Regions from separate parts of the Mus musculus genome. Here all the other regions are linked to region 1. Evidence: chromatin contacts called from public HiChIP or PLAC-seq data. All regions are on one chromosome and are shown on one strand. The core of a region is the stretch at or near the end of the contact, and the rest is flanking DNA. Distances in the headings are between cores, read along the strand shown. Region 1 has its middle 19 kb from the start of Ppp1r9a. Region 2 overlaps Gm38761 (a long non-coding RNA gene). Region 3 overlaps Ppp1r9a (protein phosphatase 1, regulatory subunit 9A). Region 4 overlaps Sgce (sarcoglycan, epsilon). Region 5 holds the start of Peg10 (paternally expressed 10).

Region 1 (2,797 bases), core at 201-2,700:
CACAGAGTATAAGAATTTACCTAGACCAGTAGTCTATATGGTTGAAAATCTATGTGCGGCCTAGCACAAGAAGAATTTGATTATAGATACAGAAAATTTGACCTATCCCAGACCAATGGAAATAGATCAACATTTAATACAATTTCCACTTGAACAAGATTTATATCTACTTTAAAATTTGGAACACATTGAATGGTATTATATACCGAATATTTGAACCTGACTCATAATCAGTTACTCAATTCAAAAATCCTTTTACTCTGACACTTGGAAGAAGACCCCACATCAGTTCTTATGTGAAGAGTTTGTTAGAACATCTAAAGGAGCAGAGAATTGTGGGAGTTCAGAGTGTGATATAGGACAGGCCCTGACTCTGTATGGGTGATGGAGAAAGAGACAGAGACAGAGAGACAGAGAGACAGAGACAGAGAGAGAGTAAGGAAACTAGAACTGAGCATAGCAGTGCACACCCGTCATCCCAGTAGCTGAAAATCATCCTCAGCTAAATAGCAAGTTTGGGGCCAAGTTGGGTTCGAATCACAATCAACCCATTCTACTTTAGTCCAAAGAGAACAATAATACGGATGCTTCAGAAGTCCATGAGAGAAATGCAAGAGTTCTGGAAAAGATAAGAAGCAGATGTGCAGCTCAGAGAACATCAAGTGTAGCCTTAGCCTTGCAGTTCCCAGGAAGGAACTTAGCTTCTAAGAGCTAAGTCAGATTAAAGTCCTAAGCACAGAAAAAGTCCACAGCCCTCAGAGTCTCAAATCAGGCAGACAACTTTTCATCCATTGATTCCAGCAGTAGGAGTAACATTGTGGCATGCTGTGACACAAGGAGGGTAGCACTAGAACCACCCTAGTGTGAAAACTTGTGCCACTCAGAGAGTCTGACATCGGGGAACAAGTCATCGAGCCTCAAATTGGCCTGTGATAGACCTGTGGGATGACCCAAGAGGCAACTGTAGAGAGCAAAAGGGTCAACTACTGATGGATCATCTTATCCAGAACCCAGGGGACAGGAGGCTGGATCTCCTGGGTTTGGGCTGGAGTGTGCATAGGGCAAGATATAGCCCTGTCCTTGGTGGCCAGGAACAGATCTTACCAACTGAGAATTACCCTGGACTTGATAGCTCTGCACTTCAGGTCAGAGGGTAGATAAAAATTTTTGTGCCCTACTACCTGCTGATTACTGCTCTGAGCCCCAAAACTTTGAATTTCCAGGAGTACACAATACCAACTGTCTCCATCCAGTAGGGAAATCTGGTACTCAGGAGGTCTTGTAGGTACAAAAGCAGACCCTCCTCATTTACTTATCTCAGTGTGTCAGTGAATTTTCACACTCCCAACGCCCTGGAAGAATACCTCCCACACAAAGCAGTCAACCTAGAGGGAATCACTTGAGAATGTCAGGAACGAGAATCTCTCCAGCCCACATAACATAGTTAGGTGTGGCCAGAGAGATCCCTGGTATGCTAAGGACAAAAATGGCCACTGTGAACCTGGTCTGATTGACAGCAGTCTCACACAGACTCAACAATACAACCCTGTAAACCAAAGGGAGTGTGCACCCCGTAGGTCAGCTTTCCTCCAGTTCAGGAATTAATTGGAAGTCTCCAATTTTTGAGGTCCTGAAAAGAACCTGCTCCAGCACAGATTTTTGTTTATCTGGTTGGTTGGTTTGGTGTTTTGGGGTCTGGTTGGTTGGTTTTTTGTTGTTATTATTTTGTTCTCTTTTTCTTTTATTTTCTTTGAGGGATATCTCTTGGGTTTTGAATTGCTATTGTTTAAATATCTTCATTAGCTTATATTAAATGTGCACAGTAACGGGCTCCACTATTACATCATCATACATGCTGAAACCCTATTGACTATATCTCTCCCCAGTGATCCCTCTCCCGCCTCCCCGCCTCACTCCTGGTGATCCCTTTTTTCTTCCTTGCTAGTGTCCCTTCTATTCTCATGTCCTTATGCCTATGGAGTGTGTGTGTGTGTGTGTGTGTGTGTGTTACACCTACTTGTGAGTACCTGTGTGTTTCATTAGCCTTTGTCATAGGAACATGGACTAGGGGTTATTTGCAAGAGCACAGGTACCTTGTCAGTGGCTACATCATGTCTCTCCATCTCTGGGTAACCAGTAATTGCCCATAGATGTTCGAGGGTGGGGTGGGGCCTTGTGAGCCTCTCCCCATCATTTTGGTTTTTTGCTACACTTTCAGAAAGATTTTTGCATTTTATGGTTTTTTTTCCACTTTCATTTTTTACTCCCTTTCATATATTCATCTAATTGTCTTTACAGAATTTTTCCATTTAGGGGAATTATTTCTCTTTAGTTTCTTTTCTCTTTTTGTCCCCTCTGTTCCCCACCTCTAATTCACCCAATAGTTCTTCTAATTTGACTTACAGGCTTTTAAAGGTTCTCTTACATTTTTATGTTTTATTTCCCTCCATACATTTATTTAATTTTGTTTTGTTTTTGAAGTTCTTTATTATTGGAGAAAAAAAAAACTTCCTTCATTTTCTTTTTTTCTAACCTCTGGACTCTCTCTTTGCAACCTTTTTCTATTTCATTATTTCTTCTTTCATCTCTTCATGCTGCTTCTCCTATTTTCTTCCCTCCTTCTGATTCATTTACTGTTTCCATACTTCTTTAAACCAACATTAACTTTATAATACATTCTAAAGCAATTTTGTTTTGTCTTAATAACTTTGGTGCTGCATCAGTAGGCTGAAACTGATTTTAAGTGTATTTCCAAGTCTTGTTGATGTTGCTACAGAAGTGTGTTTTCTCTTTACTA
Region 2 (2,797 bases), core at 222-2,721, 230 kb before region 1:
CTCCTCTAGGACATTTGATCAAATCAACCTCCGGGAAAGCTTTGGCAATTATATTAGCATCTTATGCTGAGTAGCCATGATCCATGTTCTACTTAATAATGGCTCTTCATTGACAATTGAACAGAATACTCTGGCCTCCTAACGTAACTTCATTTTTACCATCTATCTTCTCAAACTTCTCTAGCTGCCTGCTGTGTACCCAGAAAGCAAAAGGAATTAGATGTCTAAAAGATCGGCTATGGGAAATACTTGTGAAAAAGAAGGGAGAAATGACATAGCAGGGGTCCACAGACAAAGCCCCTTTGCAGGCTGTGACATTTACACACAGAACAGTGTGTGTGCCAGGATCCTTAAGAAGATGTGTCACAACAGTGTCAAGAAATCATAGTGAGGGTGGTGGGGACCCTAGAACTAAGACTGTCCATCAGAGATGCCAAGTATTGAAAAGGTGTATGGTCAGTTAATACCTTTGTCATGCCTGGCCGTGGCTGGGATCAGTAGTCACAGACAGACAGAACTTCTAATAACACCAAGGCTGTTCCCAAGGTTTAAAGTGGGGGTTATCTGTCCACTGCCATCCTATATAGTGCATTTATAGCCGGCATCTCAGAGCAACACTTCCAGGACAATCGCAATAACCTACCTTGGCTGAGTACTTAAAGATCTCTGGAGCTAACATACAAGTTACTAAAGCCTGAAAACAAAAATAAAAAATTAAGGGATCATTTATAGTTAATAATAATGATAAACCAGAATTTACAATTAAATTCTCATGCTCCATGCAAAAAACAGAAAAAAAAAACAGGGATAGTCATATGTATGTGAAAATTAATAATACAGAGAACACAGTATTTTAATAAGCAAAGAATGGAGGGAGACAAAATATAATTTAATTTTAATCTCCGATGCAGAAAGAATGGCTTAGTCATACAAACAAAAGAAAATAAAATTCACACAATCATAATTTCTCTTAGTCAAAAAAAAAAAAAAAACAAAATTAAAAAGCAAAGTAGAAAAAAAGTTTAATGTGCTTACTTTTAATATCCTTATATAAGGATTTTAAAATTATTTTAATCAAGGTGTTGTCTAACTTGTGGCTGCTGCTTTCTAGTGTGTACGGCAGCATAGAACAGTTCATTTCAGCGCATTGGTTTTCATTTCATAACTAGCTAACTCAGAAAGAACTCGGATCACAGCAAAGCTAGTCGTTCTCAGTAGCCTACTGACACTTTGTGTTTACGTCACTTTTTTTTTTTCCTTTTGAAATGTGCTACTGTGGGCTTTCTGTGACACTGTCTGTGTTGTCTGGGACCCCGCCAATGTAGGTATGAATGTCCAGAGCCCCGACTGTCCGTGACTGAGAGCAAATTCTAAGGTCTTCCTGTAAAAACTACCAGCCCTTAGTGCTTCCCGCAGCTCAATCACGGTGTGCAATCACGGTGTGCAAGAAAGATGGCCGTTCTGGTGAGGGTTTTAGCGTGCAGACAAAAGCTTTCTGTCACCCTGTGTCCCTCTAGCAGCTCACGCCTACATTTGCTAAGTCAGTGAGCCAAAAGCGATATGGCTGACACTGGCCGGAGTTTTGCACTTTCACGGATGTGCTGATAGCTTGCTTTTGAGTCTTACTTAGTCATTGTGAATTATTTTTCTCTTCTGTGTTGTAATCGTCTAGTTTTTAATTCTTTTCTACGGCCTTGAGTCTTCCGTGCCAGGCCCGGGGTTCCATAGTTTTCCACAGTTCTAATCCGAGCAGGACTGTGAGTAAGAGCGGACATTTTAGGAGACAGAAACTTAAATCGCAGTGATCCCGCCACGAAGCGGGAGTGCATGCTTCATTTACAGGAAGAATCTAGCCATTAAAATAAAAAAATAAAAAAAAAATCAGTGGAGAGATCGGTCTATCACTCGGTGAGATCAGAAAGAAGGTTCCAGAGGGTCGGCATTCCTCGCGGAGCCTCCAGGGTTCTGGTTATCTTTAAAAGCCAGAGGAGACAGAAAGTCTGCTGAGATGGGAAGGTATGCGGGAGCCACCACCTGCCACTAACCTCTCTCCCAAGATCAAGACACTTGGCTGTGTAGTTACCAGCACCGGTCACTAACTTCTTCCAAGGACAAAATGTTTGGTTATGTATTTATTGTTATATGGAAATAGATTTTGGTAGTTCAAAATGTAAAACGTCCTAAGGAGAAGTAGCACAAAGTTTCAGGTTTTCCTGGTTTGCCCAGTTCTTGTGCTTTCTACCACCCAACTACAAGGAATCCTGTCTCTTAGCTTCTTGTGTTCTTGAAAATTTGTTTCAAAGATGGCAAAGAAAATTGCTATTTTTTTCCCCTCCTAACATAAAACATACCAGAGTTTTGAGCTTTTTCTCACCTAAAAATATTCCTTAGTGTCTTTCTCTATTAAGATACTACCTTTCCATTGTAGGGGGGGGGGGGGGAGAGAAAGTGAGCAAGAAAGACAGAGAATATGTGTGAGAGTGAGTGTGAGTGTGTGTGTGTGTGTGTGTGTGTGTGTGTGTGTGTGAGAGAGAGAGTGTGTGAGTGAGTGTGTGTGTGAGAGAGAGAGTGTGAGTGAGTGTGTGTGTGTGTGAGTGAGTGTGAGTGTGTGTGTGTGTGTGTGAGTGAGTGTGAGTGTATGTGTGTGTGTGTGTGTGTGTGTGTGTGTGTGTGTGTGTGTGTGTGTGTGTCTGTGGAAGGACAACTTTCCGGTGCCATCCACTTTGGTTTTCTGAGATGAGATCTCTCTGTGCCTGGAACTGGCCAGGTTAGAGCAGCTGGCCAGTCATCTAGAGCT
Region 3 (2,797 bases), core at 90-2,589, 230 kb after region 1:
GTCGTGTGCGTGTGCGTGTGCGTGTGTGTGTGTGTGTGTGTGTGTGTGTGTGTGTGCGCGCGCGCGTTCTTACTGAAAGCTATAAACAGAGCCCACACTCAGATTAGTTTAAACAACAGAGTAGATATTTTTGTTAGTAATGGATGGGAAAAAAATCATCCAGGCATATGAATTTGCTTTATTCTCTAAGAATATAATACCTCTGGAAAATAATTCCTTGTGGTTGTATATACATTTCCATGTTGTATATTAAAGAATATTCTTTTGTGGCTTTATTCTTGAGTGGCAGGTTATCATGGCTGTTTATTTGAGAGAGGTGTGTGGGGGGGTGTTATCTTTACAGCATCTTGCCTAGAGCCCCTCAGTAGATGCTTATAAAGTTCATCTTTAATTTTTTAGAGAAATGGCACAAGATCAGAACCTAGATATCCAAGATCTAATCCAGTTCTAGTGTTGGTTTTTTTTGTACAGTTAGGTTGATCATTTGCTCTGAGCCTCAGTTTCCCCACATCGCTGTACTCACTAAGGGATCAGGATTTCTGGTGAGCACAAAAGACCTCTGCCAGTATTTTTCACTGAGAAAGCTTGGTGTAGTTTCCTTGCCTGGCACACTCACACTTTGGGTATCTGCTAATGGCATCTGAGTGAGACGGACCACTAAGATTGTGGCATAAAACCAAGAAACCCAGATTCGGTACAGTCCTAACTCCGAAGTACTTTGGACAAAAAAAAAAGGGGGGGGGGTGAGATGGTGGGATGTGGTCTTCAGTAACTTTGTGGCAAACCAATTTAGGATTCAGCATAACCAAAAGAAACAGTGCCACCTGCATCACTTAGTGGCTGTGCTCAGCTGCAGAGCAGAAAATGTTCATGGGCTTGGCTGCAAAGTGTCTCCCTCCCCAGACCCTCCACTGGGCTGTTTGGACCTATAAAACCGGGAGAATTGGGAATTTCAAAAACATCCTTCCCATCAAAAACATCCAGAGAACAAATTGTGAACCTGTAAACTGTTTTCCCTAAATTCAAGGGTGTTTAGCCCTTAAAGAAATGAATGACCCCTAGAAGGAAAACAGTCGTGGTCGGGGAGGGAGTGGGGGCGGGGGAGTAAAGCAAACAAATGGCAAAGACCACTATTGTGTTGTAAAGAAAATGCTTTGGGGCTTGGAGTCTTTATACAGGTAGATCTTTTGGAAGGCAGAATTTTGAATCTGTACCTTTCCTGCGGTTAAAAAGGAACACAAACGGAAAACAAACCGGAGATTTCTGTGCCACTGCGTCCCACTCCTTCCTCTGCTGCAGAGCTGCTCTGCGGAATGTGAGAGCGACTCACAGAGCCACAGCGCCACCTTTCTGCACGATGTGGGAATGACTCTTCACACTGTGCGAGGCCTGTTGACTGGCTGGCTCAAGCCATTCTGTGGGCGAGCCTCAGGAAGGAAACAGCTCCTGGACGCTCAGATCGTAAAGGCAGAGCAGCAGAGGCCAAGAAATGAGTTTTCTTTTCTTTGGCCCCTTAGCAATTAAACTGGTAACTTAATCGGATATTAGGGACCGTGAGTCATAAACCCTATGTTTAATTAGTTTGCACCCACTGAGTCATTTTACATGCTAGACATTTGTAATTACAACCTGCTGCAATGCAGCAGGGTCCTGAGCATTTTTTTAATTGTGTCATAAGATATTCTTCTCGCTGCTGAGTCTTTAAAAATATAGAAACACTCTTAGTTGAGATGTTTTTCTTTTCAATTTTCAGTTGCAAATCAAACATGCAGTTACAGAAGCAGAGATTCAAAAATTGAAGACCAAGGTAAGCACCGCTCCGTGGTGTTTGAATTGTACTCTTTAAACTTCAGATACTCTGGGAGTAATGGATTTGCTCCCGTGCACTTGAGAGCATATTTCCATGAGATGGTCATTTCCAACATTAAGTACATCGATGGACCTGTCTTGAGACTGAGCATAACCGCACATAACCAGAGAAGGCCACAGGGCACTTGGTGTTTTAAGTAGATTTAAACTGTTTAGTCTCTCTGAAATTTCATTAAAAATAATATTTTTAATGGCTCAAGCATCTGTGTATTAATTTCTAAAATATAAGCTGGTATAGCAAATCTCCTTTCTGTCATTTACCTTATAATAATTTCAGCTAATTTACTGGAAGCAATGTATTGTTTTAATGTGGAACATTAATTTCTTTTTAGGAAAAACTTCCCATGTCTAAGAAGTAAAGTTATAAGCTCATTCTATGCATTGTGTAATTAATTTAGATTCAGCTGCTACTGGAAATCTTGAGATATACTCACTTCACATTATTTAAATTTGTTGAAGAGAAAAATATTAATAAAAGAAAATATTTTTAATCTCTATGAAATAGTGAGACATCAAAGGAAACTGTAAAATTCTTGTACAAGATACAGTTCTAGCTATTGTTGTTCATTTCTATCAAATGTATGTTTTCAGAGACTTAAAAATATCTTCAGTTGCTTTCAAACGATGCTGTATTGTTTCCATAGTCTTTTTAAAATTACAAAATAATTATTGCCTACGTCGAGTGATCTGTTTTCTGATTCACAGTGAATACATGCTTTGGGTTTTCCATGTGTTTTAAATGGAGATGAGTTAGCTGGTTAAATGGAGATGAGTTAGCTGGTTAAATGGAGATGAGTTAGCTGGTTAAGTGGAGATGAGTTAGCTGGCTACTTTGGTTAAGTGGCATTCCTGACTAATACGCTCTGGAGCTCTCTAGTCAAAGCTTATTTCAGCATCATTCATGGTGTCCGCGGCGCACCGTGAATTT
Region 4 (2,797 bases), core at 146-2,645, 210 kb before region 1:
TTGGGAGGCAGAAAGAACCATCTCTCCTAGTTAGCACCCAGTGCTAGGGTGGTCTCGCTCCCTTCTGCACACAGATCCTTGAGAGGCTCACTGAGAAAACAGTAACAGCAAAGCACCCACGAGAAGATCCTACCGTCTGGTCTGTAACACGCATCAACGTGCAGAAAACAAGAGAGTACGAGGTCCGCCCTAACCAGAAGGAGGAACTCTTTCCATCGAAATGCTACTTTCCCAAAAATCTTTTTAGAAAAATATTGGAAAAAATGAGGTTGAGCAGCCAAAAGACCTCCAAGGGGAAGGAAGCCCTTCTTCATCAGTGTACCCAGCTCTGCCCATGTGCTGCTCCCGACAAGGAAAGCTGCCCAGTGCTGAGCACAGCACCCCAACATATCAAACAAGTCCCATTATCTACTGATACTATCTCCAACAGCACCTATTCAAGATCTCTATTCTCCTAGGAGGCAGAGAGTGAAAAAAATCTAGCTTTTCACAAGTCTCGAAAAAATGTTTATAACTTTCCTAGAAATTTTGTGATTTCTACTCATTGCACGCCACAAGTGAACAAGAGTCAGAAAGCTGACATCTCAGGAGAGACAGACTTCCTTGGTTAGAGAGAAAGGTGCTCTATCAGTTTGGTTACAGTCGTGTTCCTTTAATTTTTTTTTCTCTTTAAAAAGATAGCCATGAAATTAGAAGTAAGAACTTGAATGTTTTCCTCTTTCAGTGACGAATATTTATAACTAAGTTTGTTTCGTCATCAATCCCCTGGATGTTTACAGACGCACACCACCCATCAATATATTGAATGGTCTACTTGAATCATATTAGCATTTAATTAAATGAAGCAATCAAAACCCTAGGAACAATTCTGATAAACATCATCTTATAATTAAAATCTGATGAAAAACTTTATTATACTTGCCTCAAATCTTTGAAAAGTTGTCAAACGAAAATCTCCTTAAATTCCCGAGAGCAGTAATAGAGGAGATAACTCTGAATGAAAACATCCAATACATTTCTAATGTGGCTGGCATTTTTTTTTTTTTTGAGACTCACTTAATGGCTTTTCCCACCACAAAGCCACTATTCATACTTAGAATTCCACACTCAACTTACATTTTTAGAACTTCTCTTGCTTTCCAAAAGAGGAACAAAGGCATTACTGGTTGCCTGGCAATTAGAACTAGGAACCAACCACTAATTAGTAGACAATTGTGAATAAGTTAAGAATGAATGAAATAATTGGCTGTGGAGATTTTTTAGGGACACTTGAAAGAAATGAACTTAAAGAAAGCATGGCTTGGGGAAAGAGAACAGCCAGGGAGACTTGCCCATCATCTTGTCCTCACTGGTCATATTCTAATGGCTTTTTAAAGCAGCTTTAAAACAGGCCAACCATTTCTCATTGATCGCCCTGAAGGCTCAGCAATTAGTCACAATGGTTGCCCTTTGTGAGAGTCAGTTTCAACCTGATCACTTACTGAGACAAATCCTGGACCCACCCAAGCTAAAAATCTTTTATACCAAGGGGAAGAATAAGGAGTTCCCATGTAGAAAGGGAGTGGAATGCATCTTTCTTAATTAGACAAGACCTCCACGGAAGGACACTGCTGCTTTAAGATCATTTACCATTTGTTTGTCGTTCTGAGGCCCATTGATGCAAAAGTCTAAGCCACTCTTCTGAGCTCCTCAGTCTAATTAAGGAATGATACAACTGTTTTGCCTCCCGTGATGAAGACAAAAGTGTCATCAATTATAGAGTGCTATGACAATCTTTTACTATATTAGCTCATCCATAAACACTGAATTAGCATCTTAGTACTCACCTGTAGTCTGCGGTTGAGGGATCTGAGTCTGGTGTGGCAAGTTCCTAGAAATGATTAACATTATTGAGTAAAAATGTGTTTGCACACTGGTAATCAGAGACCAAGACACATTAAGATAGAAATCTGCTCGGAGAGGTATCACTCAGATAACGGGCTCAGGTTTTGCACCCTGTGGGGCATTGAGCTATGCACATACATGAGAGAACTGAAGACCAAGGAAGACAAATAGCAATCTCTGATAATGTCCATGAAATTCTTACCATATGCCATAACAAAACTCCCTCATGATTCTAAAACATAGGTCTTATTAGTTTTTCTATTTTCTTATACGTGAAAATAGCCTTAAAGTTTGAAAATCACACGGCTAATAACAGTGGATAAAGATATAAACACAGTGATGCCAGCAATTAAATTACTGATGTGTACAATCTCAAACTAGGTCTAGATCATAAAACCGGTATGGATCTGTGCATACACATATGTCTATATACATCATCATATCGTACAATCATCACTGGTACGTTATAACAGCTTTGAAGGCATATCACTACCTTTATTCACTAAACATGCTATCTTCATGCCAAAAAAGGCCATTTCCCTGCCTGGACTAGGAAGAGTTTCGAGTCCCCCTTGACGTTTCTTTCCGTTCCCAAAGGCAATCACTGGGATGTTTCTCAGCTTTCGTTAAATCTGTCCCCTTCGTTTACACCTTCATGTCTCCCTTGGAGCCTCTGACAGCTCTGATGTAGTTCTTCGTCCCTTACAACCCACTGCTGACCAGTGACCTCCCAAGACACAGATCTGTAACACACACCTCAATATTTCTTATTTCTTTCTCTCTATCAGCAAATTCAATTTCTGGCTTCTTAGTATGTCTTAAGCAGACGGAAAACTATCTGTAGCCTCACACACACACACACACACACACACACACACACACACACACAGAGAGAGAGAGAGAGAGAGAGAGA
Region 5 (2,797 bases), core at 86-2,585, 140 kb before region 1:
GGTTTATGTTTCAAGCCAAGGAAATGCTTGGAGCTGAGTCTCGGTGACCTGTTTCAAAGGTTTGAACCTACAGTTACTGCTCCCCAAAACATTCATTCACCCACAAGATTTAGAAACATAAAACGGCGCGGGGTGGGGGGGGAAGCTGAGGTCTCCGTGTAAACCTCACAAAGTCCGTAGCTGAAGGCTTCCAAAGCCCGCCAAGAACATTGGAAGCATCCACAGCTGTTTTCAATTGTTCTTGCTTTCCCTTCGTAACGTATTTAGTAGGGCAATGGGTGCTGTTTGCAGCATCTCTGGCCCCCAGCCATGGTTGACCCTGACCTGCACACCGCCGTTTGGCTCCCAGAATTTCATGATCCTGCTTCCGTGTTCGGTAAAACCTAAGGAAAAATCAGGTTCGCGCCACCAGGAAATATGCTTTAAAAAAAAAAAAAAAAAAAAAGCGCGCGGGGGGGGGGGGGCTTCGATCTTTTAAATGTCACATTTTGGTGGTCTTTTTCTCTCTCAACCAGATCCCAGAAAATGAGAAAAGATGTACATCTTTGTGTAAGAGAGAAAGCAGCTGGCCAGACATGTCCTTTGGTTCACATCTAGGCCAGGGAGTCTCAATTGTGGGATAAAACCCCCATCCCCACCCCGAGGGGCAACGACCCCCCAAGTCTGTTTCAGGGATCAGAAGATGTCCACCACTAGGCTGGGGGGGCGAGGAGGGGCGCCCTTCTTAATGGAAACTGGAGCTGAATTCCTGCCCTGCTGGACAGGGAGGGGCCGTGGGGGTGCAGAGAGAAAGAGAAGGCCAGGGGTCAAGCCTGGGGAGGGACCCACTTGGCCCAAAAGGTGGGCTGCAGGGTGTCCTGAAAGAGGGGTGCTGTGAGGGGGAGGCATTGGGCATAGAGCGGGACTAGCACCCTTTGGGCACGCCCTGGTACCCCGGAACCCGAGTGGGGGAGTGTGAGGCGGCGGCCTGTGGGCCCCTGAACCTCCATGTCGCGCGCAGGCCACTAACCTGTCAGTAAGAATGTGCCAGTGGTCGCGGGGCTCATCTTGAGTGTCCCCCGACCCTTTCCCGTCCAAGCACAAGGGTCTCCCAGCTCCCACCACCAGAATAATAGCATTCTTGGCCTGCCTAAGCCAACCGTCCTCGATCCTCCCCTCCCCTCCCTTTCTTTTTTTCCTCCCAGCTTGGCCAGTTCAGCATCGCGCACCCCCCCTTCCTGAGCCCATGCTGCCCCTAGCGGCGGGCCAAAGCAGTGCATGCCGCGCCCCCACCCCATCCCCCAAGGCGCCCGCCCACGCGCCCCCCTCCGCCCCCGCTGCTCGCGAAGCACGCTGGGATTTGGCGCCCCCCCTCCTAGGATCTCTCTATATAAGGCAAGCAGTCCGGACTCCCGATACACGCGTTTCCAACTTGAGTTGGTGTGTGTCGAAGAATCCTGACCAACTACGACCTGGGGAGAGCAGCCAACCGAGAAGGTCCACCGAGCCTCGCCTAGGTCTGCTGCGCGGGCTGCGGTCCGGAGCCTTCTCCGGACCGCGGTCACCCAGTGGACCGGGCCGTCGCGGGACCCCTCATCCTTCGTGGCATCGCAGAGGAATCCTCGTGTGGTGAGTATGGTTAGGATTTTTTTTTTTTTTTTAACTCCAAGAAAACGGTCACACGCAATCCCCGTTTTACATCGGGAGCTGCGGGAGATAAAAGTAGCGCCCCCCAAAATATCTCCTCGCAAATTTTGTCAAGCCTTCAGTGGCCAGATCCTGAGACGAGAGCGTGGAAAGCAAGTCTTCACGGCTTCGGGTCCGCGAATTCGGTTTCCACGACTCGCGTCCAGAAATGGTCGGTAGACACATGAGCTGCGGACAGCGATGAGCTGCAGACGCACATGAGCTACTGACCGAATTGTGATGAGCTCCCCAAATACGCTGCAAAGTGACTGGCTCTGCACTCTTAAGTGCCGCGCTACGAACGGATTGCACTGCAGACGGCCGCGTCTTGCGCTGTGATAAACTAACGGGCGCTTCATGCGCTACAAAATCCTAATAGGCGCTTCATGCGCTACAAAATACTCATAGGCGCTTCATGCGCTACAAAATACTCATAGGCGCTTCATGCGCTACAAAATACTCATAGGCGCTTCATGCGCTACAAAATACTCATAGGCACTTCACACGCTACGAACTGATGGGCGCTTCATGCGCTTCGCTGTACTAATGGGCGCTTCATGTGCTACGATGTACTAATGAGCGCTTAATGCGCTTCGCTGTACTAATGGGCGCGCCATGCGCTTCACTGTACTAATGGGCGCTTCATGCGCTTCAGCGTACGAACGAGCAAATGAAACGGGCGAACAGGCGAACCTGTGAACGGGGCGAACGGGGCGCTTCATGCGCCACAAACCAGCCCGAACTACGGTGATACCCAAAACCGATTCGTGTTTCACGTATTCAATTTGGAAAGCTGCAGGAGAGTAACCAAACGCAAAAGCGCAACAAGAGTGAATTTAGAAAATGCGCTACAAACTGCGGCACAGGCATAAGACCTGCAGCCTCTTAAGTGACACAGAAAGTAGCGTTGGGAAGACGAGAGAACGTATCTCTCCTTGGTGAGGGGACAACACAGTTCACCTTTCGGGTCAAAACTGGCTCCGTTTTCCTGTCGGACGGCTATCTGCATGATGGTGGTGGTGCTGGTGGTAAACAAAATGGAGCCCTGGGAGGCCAAAATTGGTTTTAACATTCTGCCCACGTAACTCCTGCTTATGGCAGTGGAGTGGAGGGGTGCTGGATTTTGGAGATG

The links. HiChIP or PLAC-seq counts read pairs in DNA pulled down with a chosen protein or histone mark.
Region 2: a contact with region 1 is called in an H3K4me3 HiChIP or PLAC-seq map of embryonic stem cells, with 30 read pairs. The contact joins two enhancer-like sites. A contact is called at or near these places in 14 of 484 Hi-C or Micro-C datasets (differentiating embryonic stem cells, embryonic stem cells, extraembryonic ectoderm and 1 more), 7 of 115 datasets of contacts at active chromatin or transcription factors (embryonic stem cells and stem cell-derived neural progenitor cells) and 1 of 9 other capture datasets (embryonic stem cells).
Region 3: a contact with region 1 is called in an H3K27ac HiChIP or PLAC-seq map of embryonic stem cells, with 2.1 times the contacts expected there. The contact joins two enhancer-like sites. A contact is called at or near these places in 21 of 484 Hi-C or Micro-C datasets (bone marrow-derived macrophages, embryonic stem cells, extraembryonic endoderm stem cells and 7 more), 11 of 115 datasets of contacts at active chromatin or transcription factors (bone marrow-derived dendritic cells, embryonic forebrain, embryonic limb bud and 2 more) and 3 of 9 other capture datasets (adipose tissue, embryonic stem cells and liver).
Region 4: an H3K27ac HiChIP or PLAC-seq map of embryonic stem cells shows a contact between it and region 1, with 9 read pairs. The contact joins two enhancer-like sites. A contact is called at or near these places in 1 of 484 Hi-C or Micro-C datasets (embryonic stem cells), 3 of 115 datasets of contacts at active chromatin or transcription factors (embryonic stem cells and trophoblast stem cells) and 1 of 9 other capture datasets (embryonic stem cells).
Region 5: a contact with region 1 is called in an H3K27ac HiChIP or PLAC-seq map of trophoblast stem cells, with 15 read pairs. The contact joins the promoter of Peg10 here to the enhancer-like site in region 1. A contact is called at or near these places in 17 of 484 Hi-C or Micro-C datasets (cortical neurons, embryonic stem cells, microglia and 4 more), 7 of 115 datasets of contacts at active chromatin or transcription factors (embryonic limb bud, embryonic midbrain, embryonic stem cells and 3 more) and 2 of 9 other capture datasets (adipose tissue and embryonic stem cells).

The regions. Positions count from the first base shown.
Region 1 is chr6:4,883,066-4,885,862 of GRCm38.p6, forward strand. No RefSeq gene overlaps it. Among named protein-coding and RNA genes, the nearest start is that of Ppp1r9a, 19 kb to the right of the region's middle. Within about 2 kb of position 1,451, at least 10 of the 459 cell types and tissues checked have an H3K27ac peak or open chromatin away from gene starts, as enhancers often do. A contact at or near this core is called in embryonic stem cells, extraembryonic ectoderm and trophoblast stem cells, where this site is marked.
Region 2 is chr6:4,657,585-4,660,381 of GRCm38.p6, forward strand. The region is part of intron 1 of Gm38761 (a long non-coding RNA gene); the gene reads left to right. Among named protein-coding and RNA genes, the nearest start is that of Gm38761, 4.4 kb to the left of the region's middle. Within about 2 kb of position 1,472, at least 5 of the 459 cell types and tissues checked have an H3K27ac peak or open chromatin away from gene starts, as enhancers often do. A contact at or near this core is called in embryonic stem cells and extraembryonic ectoderm, where this site is marked.
Region 3 is chr6:5,109,247-5,112,043 of GRCm38.p6, forward strand. It overlaps Ppp1r9a (protein phosphatase 1, regulatory subunit 9A), which reads left to right. Exons shown (of 16, transcript NM_001363809.1): 8 at 1,754-1,807. Among named protein-coding and RNA genes, the nearest start is that of Gm46949, 43 kb to the right of the region's middle. Within about 2 kb of position 1,340, at least 212 of the 459 cell types and tissues checked have an H3K27ac peak or open chromatin away from gene starts, as enhancers often do. A contact at or near this core is called in embryonic stem cells, where this site is marked.
Region 4 is chr6:4,676,241-4,679,037 of GRCm38.p6, forward strand. Sgce (sarcoglycan, epsilon) reads right to left here. Exons shown (of 11, transcript NM_011360.3): 10 at 1,827-1,870. Among named protein-coding and RNA genes, the nearest start is that of Gm38761, 23 kb to the left of the region's middle. Within about 2 kb of position 1,396, at least 9 of the 459 cell types and tissues checked have an H3K27ac peak or open chromatin away from gene starts, as enhancers often do. A contact at or near this core is called in embryonic stem cells, where this site is marked.
Region 5 is chr6:4,745,971-4,748,767 of GRCm38.p6, forward strand. Peg10 (paternally expressed 10) reads left to right here and starts at 1,336. Exons shown (of 2, transcript NM_130877.2): 1 at 1,336-1,608. Sgce (sarcoglycan, epsilon) reads right to left here and starts at 1,234. Exons shown (of 11, transcript NM_011360.3): 1 at 1,010-1,234. The coding sequence starts at 1,118.